2 separate regions of the Rattus norvegicus genome follow, and region 1 is linked to region 2. The links are chromatin contacts, called in public Hi-C maps. All regions are on one chromosome and are shown on one strand. Each heading gives the region's core, a stretch centred on a gene start, on an enhancer-like site or on the middle of the called end of the contact. The rest is flanking DNA. Distances are from core to core; before and after follow the strand shown.

Evidence for each region. Hi-C and Micro-C count contacts between places; a contact is called where the count stands out from the background.
Region 1: a Hi-C map of Schwann cells shows a contact between it and region 2, with 8 times the contacts expected there. The contact joins two enhancer-like sites. A contact is called at or near these places in 4 of 12 Hi-C or Micro-C datasets (Schwann cells, frontal cortex, kidney and 1 more) and 1 of 1 datasets of contacts at active chromatin or transcription factors (oligodendrocytes).

Annotation. Positions count from the first base shown.
Region 1 is chr4:83,281,378-83,285,727 of GRCr8, forward strand. All of the region lies in intron 2 of Jazf1 (JAZF zinc finger 1), which reads right to left. Among named protein-coding and RNA genes, the nearest start is that of Tax1bp1, 130 kb to the left of the region's middle. Within about 2 kb of position 2,959, at least 10 of the 93 cell types and tissues checked have an H3K27ac peak or open chromatin away from gene starts, as enhancers often do.
Region 2 is chr4:83,161,142-83,165,191 of GRCr8, forward strand. The region is part of intron 2 of Tax1bp1 (Tax1 binding protein 1); the gene reads left to right. Among named protein-coding and RNA genes, the nearest start is that of Tax1bp1, 11 kb to the left of the region's middle. Within about 2 kb of position 2,795, at least 55 of the 93 cell types and tissues checked have an H3K27ac peak or open chromatin away from gene starts, as enhancers often do.

The DNA of each region.
Region 1 (4,350 bases), core at 1,709-4,208, 120 kb after region 2:
AGCCTGGCCTTGAACTCACAGAGATCTGTTTGCTTCTACCTTCCAAGTGCTGGGTTTAAGGACATGTGCTACCACTGCAGGCACAGACAAGGTTCTTGAGTGGCTATAATGAGTAGGACATCTTCAAATGAGGTCTGGGGTTCAAAAAGAACAGTCACCAAATGCTTGTCATTGAGATCTAGGGACTATTTGCTCCGGCAATATCGGCAAATGCGTCTGAAGGTCAGGTTTTTTACTTCACTTTTCGTTACATAACAAGAAAGTCCAGTAATTGCTTACTTTCTGGATCAAGAACTATTTTCCCCAGTGCTCCAGTGAGACTTCCCTCTGTGTGAACACTGATTCCAACCTAAGAAGGACACAGAATTCAGCACTCGGTCACTTCTGCTTTCCTATGTTTTTAGCGGTCCTTCACTAAGGGCATCAGGAGACTTCTGGGGGGCAGAGGTCACGTGCTGGGCACCTCTACAATATCATCAGCAAAGGAGGGAAGAAGTCAGCAGCTTACGAAGAGTGCTGGCTAAGGAATGGAGCTGCCCACGTGCAGTCGTGTGTGGACTGCGTCACTGACCCAACCCAATAGTTCTCAGCATGCATGGCTGCAAGAAGAGCATGGTGGGGGTCTGAGGACACATTTGCCACAGCCCGGCATGGAGAGGAGCTGTGGCAGTTCTTGTCAACAATGCAAATTCCCATGTTTCTGTATGAACTGACTCTCGCTAACCTATTCATTGTAGCTTTCCACAATAACTAAAGGAGCGGAGCCTCGCAGCGGTGTGGTGATAACTTCAGGAGCAGAAAACAGCCAGTGGAATTTAAAATGGAATTTGGTGGTTTGTACTGAAGTGCTGTGAGCTCTGAGGAATGGCACAGATTGCTGAGAAGGAATGCTTGAGCCTGGTTCAGGTTTCATTAGTGAGAACAGTCTAAACATGGCCCCTGGAAAGTCATCTGGCCAGCCCTCTGCCTCAGACTGCTCTTTCTCAGAGAGAAATAGAGAGCTGGGAATTCTGAAGCTGCAGAGCTAACTCCAGGCTGCTGCTCGCTGCTTGTAAGTGAAGGAGGTGGTGCTGAAACACGGGCGAGCAATTTCAATGCTAGGGGAGGAGACTATCTCACTGGTGCAGGCCTTAAAATTACATTTAGCAGAATTACAATTTTTGAACATGGGGGCATATTTCAGATCTGGGAGTTATGAATGGGAACGGAAGTTGGACATTTTAGGGAGCTAATTTCAGTGAGGAATAAAAAACATAAGTTCTCTCATTCTCTAGTTGGTGATGATTAAAAAAATGAACAGTGATGCAATTTCTTCAAAAGTAGGTGGAAAAGTAAGCCTGGCAATCATGTTTCGAGCACTTGAGTGGCACATTGTCGTGCATAGAGGGTGCTCCATGAAACAACAGCTTTCTAGTAGATAAAGTGTTGCCACAGAGCTGGGCTGCAGGCTCAGGGCACAGGCATGGTGAGGCTACAGCTGGAACGAACAACCAAGGAAGATCAGGGTGACGGGCTGTCCAACTGTATCTATGTTGATACTGTTGACTGACTCAAGCAGAAGCAACTTGAAATAGCTCAACTGCTATACTGCTATTAGGGAAGAGGTACAGAGGAGAATTTGCGCCTTGTTCCTATAGGTGATTGATTGCTAAATGACTATGGAGGCTGTCCTACCCCACCCTCTGTAACTGTGTGCACCTCAGAATCCTCAACTGCTGCTCACACAGTCCGAGCAAGAGGACAACTCACAGGTGTGACTGAAAGCCTGAAAAGAAGTCCCATTGTGCTGGAGGAATGGCAAATGCCCCTGTCCTCCACCCGGGACTCACCAAGCTTGTACTATACATTACACTCAATGTTTTAGAGTGCTGGGACCTCAGCTTGATTTTGAGATTTCAGCCTCACTTGGTAACTGATGCCTCTTGGGGCACAAAATTATGAACGTCGTTAAAACTTCATCAAGTAATAATGTCATTGTGACTGTTAACATAAATAACGGCAGTAAATAAGTACACAGTGATAGATCTGTCTGTGTTCTATCCAGAGAACTGAAGGCTAGCTCTGATGTGGGAAGTCAGGACACTATTCCCATTGCTAACTGCCACTCGACTTCACACAGGTGGGTCCTCTGATGTAAGGTTAGCACATTCCTAGCTGAACAAGAGAAACAGAGCAGCTTCAAACAGGACTCATTCACACAGGGTGAGGTCCAGATGATCAGTATGTTTTTGCCTTCTGTTTTTCTTCCTGACAATAGAAGGGAAAACTGTTCTTGTGAAAATTAATTGAATTTTATTCAGAGGGGAAAAAGAGGTGCATGTGAACAGACAAAAGGCCCCTCTGGCAGGAAGAAGTCCTTGTCAGCCTCAGTGGCACACACAGCTGTTTTGTCTGACAAATGTCTCCTCACCTTTCCACAAACAACAAAGGTATCGCCTGCTAAGATATACTGCCATAATACGATGGCTGGGAAAATATATGGTGTAATACAGAGCAGTCTAAATACCTGTAAGTGGAAAAAGACATAAACAACCATTTTAATTACTTTCCTCATGTAAAACGCAGCTGTAGTAATGTTGGCAGGTCTCACCTGCCCTGTTTTAAATCTGTGACATGAAATCATGCCACTTAATTAAGTCTTAATGCATAAAAATATTTTTATTTACTTTTTATGGAATATCAGCATTTAAAGCTTTCTATTTATGTAAGTGCTTTATAAATTACTTGAAATACTTAAAAAACAAAAAAAACCTGACTACTCCTAATCCACAGTTCTAAGCGCCAGTTTCAATTTCATTAATTAAAAGCCCTTCGGTGGACTCCTGCTGCTGTGTGAACTAGCTCCAGGCTATGAAAGTAATGAGTCCGGACAGAGTCCTCTGATCTACACTAGTGCAAAGCGCAGCGAAAGGCCTTGCCCACAATTCCCAGCCTGTTTACCAGACTGCAAGCAGTGTGACTGCTGGAAGCATTAAGAAGCTTTAGGCTTCCCCCTTCCCCCTTCGACAGTTTCCCAGTTCCTTATTTCTGGAAGGACTGGCTCAGAAAATACGGTATTCTAGCGCCCTCTGCAGGTCACAAGCCTGGCAGCCTCTTGCCAGCGTGGCTTTTCATTCAATAGCAGTGGAGGGGAAGATGATCAAAACTGAGTCAGACCTCACTGGAAGGCTATTTCCTAAGGGCAGCCAGACACTGGTTATCCACCACCCCCCCCCCCCAATCTTAGGAAAAACTCCTTTATTGGCTTGTTCAGGACGCAAATTTCTGTCTTCAACTGATTGTTTTCATTGTCAACATCCTAACTGTTCTTAAGGTCTGGAAGAATACAGGCTCTGAGTGATCACTCAGAAATTATCACTCATACCGCCCGGCTTAGGAGGGCAGGTTAGGGAGAAGAAGAAAGAGAAATCAACTGTGAGGGCGCATTTGAGACTTCCTCAGCTGAGTTCTCATTCTAATGAAGTGACAATTTAGGAAAATATAGGGAATTTCTAAAGTGTTTTAGGGAACTTAGCATGAATCTTTACAGGGCGTTTTATATTGATTTAAAACATTTTAGATGGAATTGATATAAAATATTGCCAAAAGAAAGCTACTTGAAAAGATAAAAATGGCGCTGGGGCTGGAGGGATGTCTTTGGGTTTGAGAGAATTCACTGCTCTCGAGGAGGACCTGAGTTCACAACTGCCTGTAACTCCAGCTCCAGGGGATCTGAAGCCTTCTGGATTCTGAGGCACCAGCACACATCTGCCACAACACTCACCTATATACACGCACATAAATCAGAAGAACCCCCTTTAAAGAGATAAAAATGAGGAAGCATCTAGAGACAAGGAAACGGAAGAAGGCCTAGGTTCTGTTGGAGCAATGGACATTCCCCAGGCCACACTGTGGGGGAGTCTGCTTGCTTCTCAGCAAACAATCAATAACCTTTTTGTTTATTTTCTTATTCCAGCTCTTGCTGTAACTATAGCCCAGGTGGTCTTGAACTAAAGGCCTTCCAGACTGCTGGGATTACAGGTGGGTGCCACCACGGCTAGTCTGAGAACCTCTCTGAAGACATGTCTTTCAAAATATTTTTAAGTCAGCACAAGTATTAAAAGGAACTGAGTTATTTTTCTTAACAGCTAAGAGCATTGATTTTTTTTTCCTTTCAGTACTGGGGACTGAACTTTAGGCCTCAGGCACACTAAGAAAGCACTCTGTCAATGAGCCAAAAGCATTCACTTGCAAGGTGGAGCATTAGCCCAAATATTCCCTTTAGTAAAGTTATACAGTGTAGGGCCATTTATAAATCTCTTGAATCATGAAAAAACCCATACTTTTGCCAACTCACAGAGGTGGGTAGAC
Region 2 (4,050 bases), core at 1,545-4,044:
AGCAGGCAATTACTCTTACTTGAATCAGCAAAGGGGTTGAAAGAGTGGAGGTTCTGGACAATGGCCAAATGTGTCATAGTATTTATGTACATATTCATTGAGTCAGTTCATCTAGTTAATTGAACCAGGTTCTTACTATAGGACATTTTACATTGTACCTAAAGGTGACAGAGTCTTAACTCTGGTGTGGGTTGAATTAGAACTCTGACCCCAGACCTCACTCTGTAGCTCAGGCCTGTCTTGAGTTTATGAAGGCTTTTTGAAACCCAAAGAGGATAAGCCCAAGAGTGTCAATCACAAGTTCTGTTAACTAGCTCTCGTAACTCTGAATTTGGTGTGCATGCTTGAGCATGCAAGAATCATAGATAGGCCCTGCCCACAAAATGCCAAGGTTCAGAGCCCGGTTTACCACTTTGGCTCCAATCCCAGCTTAGGCTCCCAAACTTAGGATTCCATGCTGACTCCATGGTGCAGTCCTCTGCCTTTGAGGAGTCTTATGCTGTTTCCACAAATAAACTTGCTCTGTAGAGATAAACTGGTTAACTGCTATGGAAAGTAGATCTAAAACTGTTTGACTGTTTTGTTTCATGCTTTTGTTATTTCTCAAAACATTTTGTTGGAAGAAATGATTTAAGCCACCCATTATAGTATATTAAAGGTGCCCTCTGGCTTGGAATGTTTTGGCTGAGAAATCTGCAGGTAGTATTCCCTTGTACGGTGACTTTTCCCTTATACCTTAAAGACCTTTGGCAGCTTGATGATAATGTGCCTTGGTCTCTCCTTGGGCTTAGCTTAGCTAAGGTGCTTTCGGTTGTTTGTTTATAGAGACATGGTTTTCTTATGTAGTCTAGGCTGCCCTTAAACTCCCTATAGCCTAATAGCCTAGGTTACCTCACTCTCCCAAAATCTGGGGCTCTAGGCATAGAGCATTAGCTATTTTTAATTTCTTTACTTTTTCATTTTCCTTTTCCTACCTAGTAAGTTTCAGCTGCTACTTGTACAAATATGCTCTAAGATTCTCTGTTCCTAGAAGTCAGTTTGTGTTTGTTTGTTTGTTTGTTATTTATTGTCTTCTACTGCTACCCAGGCTGGCTTTGAACTCAGTCTTTTCTCAGCCTTATGAGTAATGGATTAAAGATGTACACCACCTGTTTATGTTGTTTGTATTGGTAGGTAGGTTCCTTTATATTCAGCTCCCTTTTTCATATGGTTTTATATTCCCTGACTCAGTTATTAATACTAAAATTTAAAATTACATTTAGTTAAATTAATTTTCTGTATACATGTGTGCTAGTGCTTGTTTGTGCGTATGTGTGTCTAGGTCAAAGGACAATTTTCAGGAGTCAGTTCTATCCTTCTACCCTGTGGGTCCCAGTGATTGAACTTGAGTTGTCTGGCTTGGTGGAAAGAAAGCCCTTCTATCCATTGAGCTTGCACACATGCTCACCACCCCCCACTGCCCACCCCCCAAGCTCTTAAGCCCAGGTAGGAGGCTTCAGACTTGCTGTGTAGTTGATGTCTGACCAAGTTTGCAGAATCTTTATTCAGTTTTAGTCAGTTGTGGAAACCCTCTTGTGAAGTTTTCAATTCAGTTACTGTATTCTTTATCTCTAGAGTAGTGTGGCTATTTTTTGTTTCATTATTTTTGGACAGTTGATTATTGGGTTACATTGAACTTTATTAAATGATTATTTTTGGGTTGTTGGTCAGATAATTTATTTATTTAAAGATTTATTTATTTATTATATACAAATACACTGTAGTTCTCCTCAGACACACTAGAAGAGGGCATCAGTTCTCATTACAGATGGTTGTGAGCCACCATGTGGTTGCTGGGATTTGAACTCAGGACCTCTGGAAGAGCAGTCAGTGCTCTTAGCCACTGAGTCATCTTTCCAGCCCCAGATAATTTATTGAACTCTGTTTCCTGAGGTTATTTTCTTTTAGCTTAATGAAGTTTCTTAAAATTTATTTTTTTCCTTTGGATCTTGCATTCTTCAGAAGAATTTTTCCATTTTGTGATTTCCACAAAGTAGTATCCTCTTTGAATCATTTCAGACTTGTTTGTACAGGAAAAACGTTCACTATATACCCTGTCCAAAGGTTCTCTGGGTTTCCCTTCAATCTTTCACTGGTATGTGTTATGTTGTGTAATTTCCCAACTGAAAAATACTGCTTGTTTCAGGAGTTTGTACTCTTTCTCCCTCTTGTGTCTGTCTGTGGTACTGCATGTCAGTAGAACAGTCCCCACCCCCATCCCTACCCCCATCCCCAGTGCCTAGGCATCCAAATTGTCCTGGTTTTGTTGGTGCCAAGTCAGGTGAGGCAGAAACATGCACAGTCCATCAAAATGTCTGCATGTTAGATCCATGTCTACCTCCTCCCTGATCCCCAACAGAATGGTCTCTCTCCTGAGCCAGCAGGGGAAAAGAGCCTTGTGGTTGTTAGAAAACAATGCCTCTTTGTCTTCAGTGGAGGTACTCTTGAATTGTAGCTGTCCTGGAGTACTTGTTTTTCTAATGGGTTTTTGGAGTTCTCCCAAAGGATTTTCTGGATTATGCACTGTGAAGTGGAGCAGAGCGGGCTGTGCGACTCCTATCTTCTCCAGGTTTCTTTACTTTCACTTTCACTCACTTGGCAGAAGTCTCTTCAGATACTTTGTAATTTTCTCAGTGTAGCCAAAGGAAAGCCTTTTCTTTTCTTCCTGTTCTCTTCCCAGTCTTTTTATCAAGTATGCTTCTTCCCAACTAAACACTCACAGTGCCAGTGTTGGAAGGAAGGAGATGGAGTTTCAGAAAGTATGAAGGGTGTCTTCTGTTCAGTACCAGGGCAGGCAGCCAGAGTGCGATCCCCAGGGAAGAGGACTGACTCCCAAAAGTTGTCTTGTGGTATGTGTGCACAAGAGTACATGTGTATACAAACACACACACACACACACACACACACACACACACACACACGAATCTAGAAAAATCATAGAACATACAATCTAAGACTGATGGATGTATAGTTTTATGTAATGTTGCTAACAGTGTACTTGCTTTAAACTTACCTCTAATAGTCAATATTTAACATAGTTAATCTGTTTACAAAACACAGTTTGAGATCTGTAATGTCTATTTAAGTTGAAAATGTTACATATATTTTAATTTCTTTATTGTATATTGCATATGGTACTGGGTTGTATAAGAACGTTTCTCATGAGTTTATTCATGAGACTCATGAATCACATTCAGTGTGTTTTAAACATCTTTCCTTGCATATATCCAAGATGAAAATATGTTAATAGGTGAGGTATAATGATCTCTTAGAATGTAAATACTCTTCCCAACCAAGATATACAAATTGCTTTCAGGCAGAACTTGCCAAAGATGAAAGATTAGTGATTTCAGTTACAAGAGAGTACTTATATAAAACAAAACAAAACACCTCCTCCCCCCAAAAAATCCCAGGTCCTTAGTATGAGATATAAAACAATGTTATTTAAAAGTACATAATAGAGGGCCTAGGAAGGTGGCTTCATCAGTAAATGGCTATAAGGATTTGAATTTGAATCTCCACAGCACCCATCTTGTAAAGCTGGGTCTTCATGTCTGTAATCCTGACATAGAGCAGGTGGAGAGAAGGATCTCTAGAGTTTGCTAGCCACCTAATTCAGCCAAATTGGTGAGGTCCAGAGTCAGTGAGAGACCCTGTCTCATAAAACAAGGTAGAGAGCAGTTGAGGAAGACATTCAACATTGACCTCTGGCCTCTCTATGCACAAACATGCATCTGTGCACACAGAAATCCACAGGGTATAGTAACATAATTATTTTAAATAATAAACAGAAGATTTTGTATTTTATCATGTGTGTATTTCTAGGTAGCACTTTGCATTTGAATATATGATAGGACATTTCATTCAGTTTATGTAAATTTCTGTAGCTTTTGGTAACAGTTTAATAAATCATAATTAGACATCCCTGATAACAACTCAAGATTTTAAAATTTTAAGTGCATATTTTAACTTTAGGATGTAATAAAAATGATGTGTCTAGCTAATATTAGG